2 separate regions of the Mus musculus genome follow, and region 2 is linked to region 1. A link is a contact called in public Hi-C data. All regions are on one chromosome and are shown on one strand. The core of a region is the stretch at or near the end of the contact, and the rest is flanking DNA. Distances in the headings are between cores, read along the strand shown. Region 1 has its middle 29 kb from the start of 4930517E11Rik. Region 2 has its middle 160 kb from the start of 4930583P06Rik.

The links. Hi-C and Micro-C count contacts between places; a contact is called where the count stands out from the background.
Region 2: a contact with region 1 is called in a Hi-C map of the N1E-115 cell line, with 3 times the contacts expected there. The contact joins two enhancer-like sites. A contact is called at or near these places in 3 of 39 promoter capture datasets (liver, stem cell-derived epiblast-like cells and trophoblast stem cells) and 4 of 484 Hi-C or Micro-C datasets (the N1E-115 cell line, embryonic stem cells, neural stem cells and 1 more).

Annotation. Positions count from the first base shown.
Region 1 is chr2:124,098,912-124,102,987 of GRCm38.p6, forward strand. It overlaps a transcript of Sema6d not described here. Among named protein-coding and RNA genes, the nearest start is that of 4930517E11Rik, 29 kb to the right of the region's middle. Within about 2 kb of position 2,195, at least 22 of the 459 cell types and tissues checked have an H3K27ac peak or open chromatin away from gene starts, as enhancers often do. A contact at or near this core is called in the N1E-115 cell line, where this site is marked.
Region 2 is chr2:124,385,103-124,389,178 of GRCm38.p6, forward strand. It overlaps a transcript of Sema6d not described here. Among named protein-coding and RNA genes, the nearest start is that of 4930583P06Rik, 160 kb to the left of the region's middle. Within about 2 kb of position 2,144, at least 1 of the 459 cell types and tissues checked has an H3K27ac peak or open chromatin away from gene starts, as enhancers often do. A contact at or near this core is called in the N1E-115 cell line, where this site is marked.

The sequences.
Region 1 (4,076 bases), core at 945-3,444:
TTAAATCCTGTGCTGCCACAGACCCCTGGCTACTGCTTTTCTGTAAGTCCCTCCTTGACTTTGCTCTCCACAGACTTCTGCCATTCTTTTATCATTCATTTCTTTCATAAACTCCATCACCACTTCAGACTTGTGTCTCAGTTGATGCTTCTTTGTATCAGATGACTAAAATTCAAAACCTGTCATACAAAGTCAATGTCTACCATGTGGTATTTTAGGTGGTGGTGGTGGTAGTAGTGGTGTGTGTGTGTGTGTGTGTGTGTGTGTTCCTAATAGCTAACATAGAGCCTAAGCATATGTTAATAACTAAGTATATATGGCTGGGTGAGTAAGTGAGACAGAAGGAGGAAAGATGCCTAGTATATTTTTAGAGCTTTATTAACATTTTCAAGCTCTGAGAAGAGAGAGAAATTTGATAATAATATTTATTTTTATTTTAGTTTTGGTATGTATGTCATTAAAGTGCTTCTCAAAATACAGGTAGTGCATTTTGAAAGAGGTAGAGAATTTGGTGGAAGATGTCCAGTGAAAAAGAATATTCTAGATTGAAAATGCTTCCAGGAGGTAGCTGGGGGTAACTGTCCAGGCATTCAAGAGAAATATCAGACCAACAAAGAGCCCAGATAGAAATACTACACAAGTATAATTTTAAAATAAGTTCTATAGAATTTTACTGCTTCACATTAGATAATGTTACTTTGTGTACACAATACCCAGATGAGTAGATAAAACCAGCTTTAGTTATTGGGTATCATAAAATAAAAACATAGCTATATTCTTCCTTGGACTCAGCTGTTTTTTTTTTAAATGGAAGCCATTCAAACATGGATATGAGTATTGTGACTGTGTCTCTCTACAGATGGACTTTTTTTCTTTCAAGGAACAGTACATGTGGGAAAATATATTTTCTTCATTGTTTCTGATCATAAAGTTGTGACAATACAGTTTTATGGAAGGCAGTGCTCTTTTGGTCTTGCCAGGAGGTGTCACTACAGCTCTCTGACTAACAGCACATCCAGTAGGGACCAATTGGTACTCACCTGCATCTTCTCAGAGGCCCAATGTTCTCTCTGCTGGGTTACCCGGAGGAAATGCAATAGGACAGTAGAATTATTTCCAGAATCCTATTTCCCCAAACAATTATTTTTAGGTTGTGAATTAGTTGAAACTAAAAACCCAAACCAAAACAAATGTCTTTACTATTTTGGAAGTAAGTACTATACTTTCTTTTGAGTAATGATCAAACATTGTGAAAAGAAAGAGCAAGAAGCAGAGGAAGGGAAATAGGTGGGTGTAGACTTCTGAAAGAAGTGAAGCCCACAGTGATAGCCCAGGGTGACAGCCCAGGGTGACAGCTTGCCCTGGAGCATCTCCTGACTCAGTGTTTTCTCTCTTGCCTGACTTGGCAGTTGGGCAGTTGGTATTCTGTGTCCTGCCTCTTTTTCCTATCTGGATAAGTCTAATTTTCAAAAAGCTTGTATTAAGAGTTATATACCATCTTTACTTGTTGATTAGTATAATTTCAGTCTCCTCCACAATGTGATAAGATGGGGTAGTTACTGTATTTTCCTATGTAAGAAAAAAATGGACATTGGAAAAATATTGTACACAGCACCCATGTGTACATCATACTTTTATGGGGATTAGGGATTTGACCCATCGGATTTCAACAGCCACTAAAGAATTGTCCCCCTACAGCAGGTGTTCTTTCTGTCTTTTTCTCTGTGTGATCCTGACTGAATTGGAGCTCCACACAATACCCAGTGCTCACTTTGTGTGAACAACACACCTTGAAGGTGTGGCTTTCTCTTTCCTTGTATGTAGTGCTTCGTGAAGAGTCTAGACATTTTGAAAAGTGACCTGATATTTCTGTTTCTAAAATGACACATAAGACCCACAACAATGACCAATAAAGTGGGTGGATGAGACAAAAGATGTGCTCAAGGGTGAGCCTCCCCAGCCTTGAGTCTGGAAAGAAGGAAAGACTGTGGCACACTTGGCTTCACCTAGTGCCGCTGCCTCCACGTGGTCCACTAATCAATGAGCCATGGGACAGAAAGGCTCAGCTTTTTTGTCAAGTAGTAAAACAGAATGGGGGGCTTAGCTCAGCCCGAAGGGTCTCTTTGACTGTTGGGAACAGACTGGCGTTCGTGGAGCTGTGTTTCCTGCCGCCCTCCAGGTGGCAGCCTGGCCCCGCTGTTAGACATGCTCTGGTTTCAACCATTTTTAACATTGCCAGACTCAGGACTGTTTCTCAGCACATTTAATTCCCTGGGAATGATGAACTGCGCTTCAGCTCACTGCACCCTAGGGTGATTGAGCCTGCAGTATTTTGGAATCTGCAGAGACTTTTTGGGCTGTCATTTGATTGAAAAAAGCTGCCATATTTTGGATATTTTGTCCCCTTTAGAGCTGTCCTGGCAGACTGTATCTGCCCAGAAGCAATCTATAGGAGAACACTTTAAAAGCATATATATACTTTCTCTTAAAATATGAGGAACTTAAACAAGCTTACAATTTATTCCATTATTTGATCTTCTATCTATTTCATGGCTTTGTTCTTCTTTGGTTCTGAAATAATATTTCTTTCCACCTGACTTAAAGCAAATCCTCTCTAGAAGGTAGCTTATGTTAATTGACTGAGTATTTTGAAAGAATGCAGGCAGAGCTATGTGGAATGTCTTAATTTAAATGAAGCTGTAAGCCTTTTCATATTGTAAGCAGAGGTATTTAAAAGTAAGATGATTAGAAACTGCTGAAGTTGCACACAATTCAAGAGAATGTGAAAGACGTTAGAATGAGCGGCTGGCACAGGGCTGCAGTGTCCGTGTATTCTAAATATACATGTAATATCAATTATGGAAGAAAACCAACAAAGGATCTTAGGCTTGTCAGCTTGCATTTGTGTGGCTGCTTCTTTTCATGAGAATTTTTAGTAACTGGGAAAAGTGCCAGATACTAAATGCTGGAAAACGACACATGAATAGGATATAGTAGATCTTAGCACTGTTGAGGGGGAAAAAAAAGTCACTTACGAGTTTAGAAAGCTTTTCTCTGTCAGTGTGGCCAAATTCGCGCTTTGATTTGCAGTGGTTTAGACTTATAAGTCACCTGTGGTTGGCTTTGGGCCATGGTTAGTAGCATCTTCAACGGAATCTTCTAGATAACTTCTGAGAACCATTGTTCTCTACCCCTGTGAGATTTGATCCCCTGCCATAAAACATTCTCTCAAGGCAGCTTGTAAGAGCATATAAGCTTGTGTTCTATACAGAACCTTAGATTCTAGATGTGGAAAAAACCTAGCTTTACTGACTCACCATTAGCCGACAGTGAATTTGGTCTCTGAAAGCTGATAGTGTAGTGAACCATTAGGAGAATGGCAGGGATGGGCCTCTCCACTTCTCTTTTCAAGTTAGGTTGTAGCCATTGACTGGGATGTTAATCTATCTGTCTTTTTGTGAATTTTTAATTTAAGTATTATAATTGTGTCTTGTCATTTTGTGACATCTTAGGGCAGAATGTGAACTTGGGGAGGAGGTGATTAGTTGACTGAAATAAGTCCAAGACTGGTTGGTCATAGCCTCCGGTTTAGTGACTCCAACAAAATCAGCAAGGGAAGGCTAATTCGCAACAAGCCCAAAGTCTTCTTTGATGGTGCATGCATTCCTGGAAGGACTTCACCAGCCTACCAGTTTTTTATATAGCTGTAAATATCATTTTATCAGAAAATATTTGATCTCTTGATGGAAAGAAAAGAAATTTCTAAGTCTATTTAACCTGAGAAGAAACCGAAGAAACAAGACTTGAGGGTAGACAGGAGGGTGGTAATCCTTTCCAGTTGGTAGAGTGAACAAGATGAGACAGAGAACTGGAAAGCCATATTTTTCCAGGATCCATAAGTCATTGTGCCAGGAAAAAAGCAAGCTTGGTGTCACAAAGACAGGAGGTCCCTATCCTTGAAAAAGGATAAAGGATAGGGGTGAGTTCTAAGGACCATGCCTTCTGGATTATCTTCGGGGAACTGAAGGGTTTTGGGAGAAGCTGCAGTGTGAACTAAACAAGAATAGAACTGTAGG
Region 2 (4,076 bases), core at 894-3,393, 290 kb after region 1:
CTAGTGGAACAAAACTGAACTTAAGAACTTCAAAGTGTGACATGTATACAGGTATCACCTTTCTTGTACCACATGTCTGGGATTGTGAAACACAAATACATACAGTCCAATGGAATGTACCAAGGTTCACCATGCATTGGAGCATGAACAACCTTCCAAAAGCCACTTCCCCAAAGAACAGTAACTGTTCCTCCTTCAGTAGCCATCAACTCTGGTGGAGATCTTAGGGATCTTTAATGTCACTTTGATGATGGCTTATAATTCTTCACTGAGTACCCTTACTCGGGCCTCTGTGTACACAGCAAGCATTTCTCTGGTATTGTCTAACAGTACTGATATAGTCCATGTTGCTGATGAAGGTCACTTCCATTCCCTGTTACAAAATGCATCACCTCCCATAGTCTCCTAGTGCTTTTCCTAGTTTTCCTTCAATATTGAGCTCAGCTGGATGTGGTGTGTCCTTGGATACACAGGAATGTTTTATTTGCTTTCTTTCAGCACCAATTGCTAGTCACTTGTTTCAACACCATTTATTGGAGTGTCTCCCTTCCTTGGCTTTCTTAATATTGCGTGTCTGATACACATGCACTTGTTTCTAGCCATTCTCTGTGTTCTAGGGGTCAGTTTGTAGATTCCTATGCCAGTCATAACTGCCTCTGCTTCTCTTTTATTTCTGTCATTACTATTTCTGTTGCACAAGCAACAGACAATATTTTCTTTGCACATGGTTGAAAGACTACAGAAATATCCAGAGAAAACATGAAAGGCCCTTTCTTCCCCTTATTACTTCCCCTGCCTTTCTCCCAACTGTCAACAGTTGGAAGATGTTAATCTAGTTTCCCTTTTATGTGTTTCCATATATACATGAGGCTTTGCAACATGTGCGGTTTGGGTCCTTTATTAATATGAATGGAGTGATAGTGTACATATGATTTTCAACTTGATTTGTTACTTAACACTCCAAGACATCTTTTTAAGTCAGTGCATACAGCCTTGTCACTTGTTCTTTTAAACAACTTCATAGAATTTTATCGTGTATATGTACATGTTTGTGCATTTAAAAAAACTTTTATTTTCTCTAAGACATCTTTAAAAGACAAAAGGATGATTCATAAGCTGGTAAAGTAAGATTTGTAGAAATCCATCTAATAAAGGATTAAAATTCTGAATATATAACATTCAAGCCTATAAAAAATGCAAATGTCAAAATAAACATTGATTACTCAATCAACAGTGGAAAAAATCAAATGTATTTGCTCAAATGGCACATAAAATGATATTTCATCCATCTATATTTGTAGTGCCATTTTATAACCTTTCAGCTAGAAAAAACTATCTGAAAAATGTAATAAAATCAAGTTCTAGAGAAGATGCAGTTCAGTGAGGTCTTTCTGAAATTGCAAGTGGTGATGCATTCTGAAACAATGCCTTGGAATAACTTGACATTATCTCATAGTCTTAAGCATCCAGAGTCTCTCAGCCCTACCAATGATGCTTGCTAATGAAGGGGGAGAAATGGGTACATTTATATACCATCAGGAGCCATGGACAATCTTTTTAGCAATACAGCAACAAAATATTCTAATCTTTATACCATCCTACCAATGCTACCCTGAGAAATAAACAGGGTGTGTTTTGATAAGAGAACTGAATAAAGCTTTCTTGACCTATCCTGTACTGGGGTCTAGCAGATTATGACTATGACTACATTTGTCTTACACCACAGATGGCCCTTAGAAACACACTGTGGAATGAACAACAAGAGCTCGGAGACAGAGAGTGAACCCCCACAAACTTCACTAACAGGGAAAACTGAGTAATGGGTTCCTGATGGTTTGTTATTTTTGAACTGAATAAGATAAAGGAGGGTCGTGTATAGATGATGAATAGTAGCTTATTTTGAAGATTTGGACTGGTCAAAGTCAATTTGTATATATTTGTATACACACACAATTAGTTACTAAAGTCTGCAGAGGTAATCTCGTGCTTTATGATTCCATTTGCATAACTGGGCTTTGTCTCTCTCCCGAAGGCTTAAAGCAGCTGAAGAAAGATCCCCTGGTTAGTTCACAGACTGGTGCACTTGGCTTTTGCACTTCTCTGTGTTCTTTATTAGCTTTGTAAAAAGCTAAGTCTTGACCATAGAACTGGGGTAAGACTGCAAAATTTTAGAATCTGAGACATATAAAGTCAAGAAAATGTTAGATTCACCTTTAGCATCTGTGGCTACGGAACCCAAGGAGCTAAAGGGATCTGCAACCCTATAGGTGGAACAACATTATGAACTAACCAGTACCCCGGAGCTCTTGACTCTAGCTGCATATGTATCAAAAGATGGCCTAGTCGGCCATCACTGGAAAGAGAGGCCCATTGGACACGCAAATTTTATATGCCCCAGCACAGGGGAACGCCAGGGCCAAAAAGGGGGAGTGGGTGGGTAGGGGAGTGGGGGTGGGTTGGTATGGGGGACTTTTGGTATAGCATTGGAAATGTAAATGAGCTAAATACCTAATAAAAAATGGAAAAAAAGAAAGAAAACAGAGCATCGTCAGGAAGGAGTTATGTAAGTAACTCAGAGAAGAGTGAGAGTACTCATTAAAAAACAGGGACTGGAGAAGTGGCTCAGCTCTTAAGAGCACTGGACCTCGGTTCACTCTTTGCAGAGGACCTAGGTTCACTCCACAGTATTCCCATTATAGCTTAAAGTCACCTATAACTCCAGTCCAGGAAATCCAATGTCCTCTTCTGGTCTCCACAGGTCCCAGGCATAATATGCTGCAGAGCCATCCATGTAGACGAAACATCCATTCATGTACAATAAATATAAATCTTTTAAAAAAGGATCCACATGGAGATACCTCCAAATGACACTGAAAATCAGATTAGTCTAAATTAGCCTGAAATTAAGATGGAGGGAAACCAGATGTTTTCCATAAGTTACCACAGAAGTCCCATTATTGAACAGAATTGTCTCTCCAATTCCTGGCCAAGGGAATAAGAATTTAAAGCATGATTAACACTTCACTTCCAATCCTGCAGGAAAGGAAATGCACATTTCTGAGGCAAACATGCAAATGGTGTGCTCCAGCTCTCTAACCACCTTTAGCCAGGAACTTAAAATGTATCATTGTAATGCACTCCCTTGCCTGAGTTTTGATACTTATCAAACCAATATGCAAAGGCGTTTATTATACAAGTTATGAACCAGAATAGATTTTTTTTTGTTTCTTTTAAGATTTTTCAAATTCTAGAAACAGTTTAACCATCTTTCAATTCTGGTCTCAGAAAATTAGATTTGTATGTCACACTTCCTGTCCAAAGTTCCTGGTGAAGTAGCTTACAAAACCTGACCCCTAGGGGCACTAGGGCACAAGCACTGTTGTAACAAATCTGCTGGTCCTGAAATAGGAATAGCAGCTTGTTATATAATCTGCACACCAGGAACCCTTTAAAAGAAAGGGTCCTACATATGCAACTGAGACTCAAAATTCATCCTTGCACATACCCAGCCCCTGTGAAACAGATAAAAATCCAAGGCCTTGATTATATTTGTCCCTGAGGAATTCAGTTGTTACTTAAATTTCTTTTTTTTTTTTGTAGACCATACTCTTTTATTCAGAAACAATACACATAACCGCATTGGGAGTGTGCTTAGATGGATAGTTGGCTGAGAGAGGATAACTGGGGGAGGACAGTTCAGTTACATTTGAGCCACAGTTACTTAAATTTCTATGAGCCAACCCAAGCTCAGAATATGCCACAGTATTAACAAAAAGGATCTTTTTAATTAAGAGATTATTATTTTCATTTTATGTGCTTGCATATATGCTACATATGTACAATGTCTATAGAAGCCAAAAGAGGTCACTGGATCTGCTGGAACTGGGGTTACAGATGGTTGTAAGCTCTCATACAGGTGCTAGGAATCCAACTAGGGTCCTCTGGTGGAGCAGTTGGAACTGTTAACTGATGAGCCAACTCTCCAGTCCCCAAACATGAAATATGGGGTTTTTTTTCATATTCTTCACAATGGTGATTAAAACTTAGTTTAAGATCCATTTTAGAGCAAGTCTCTG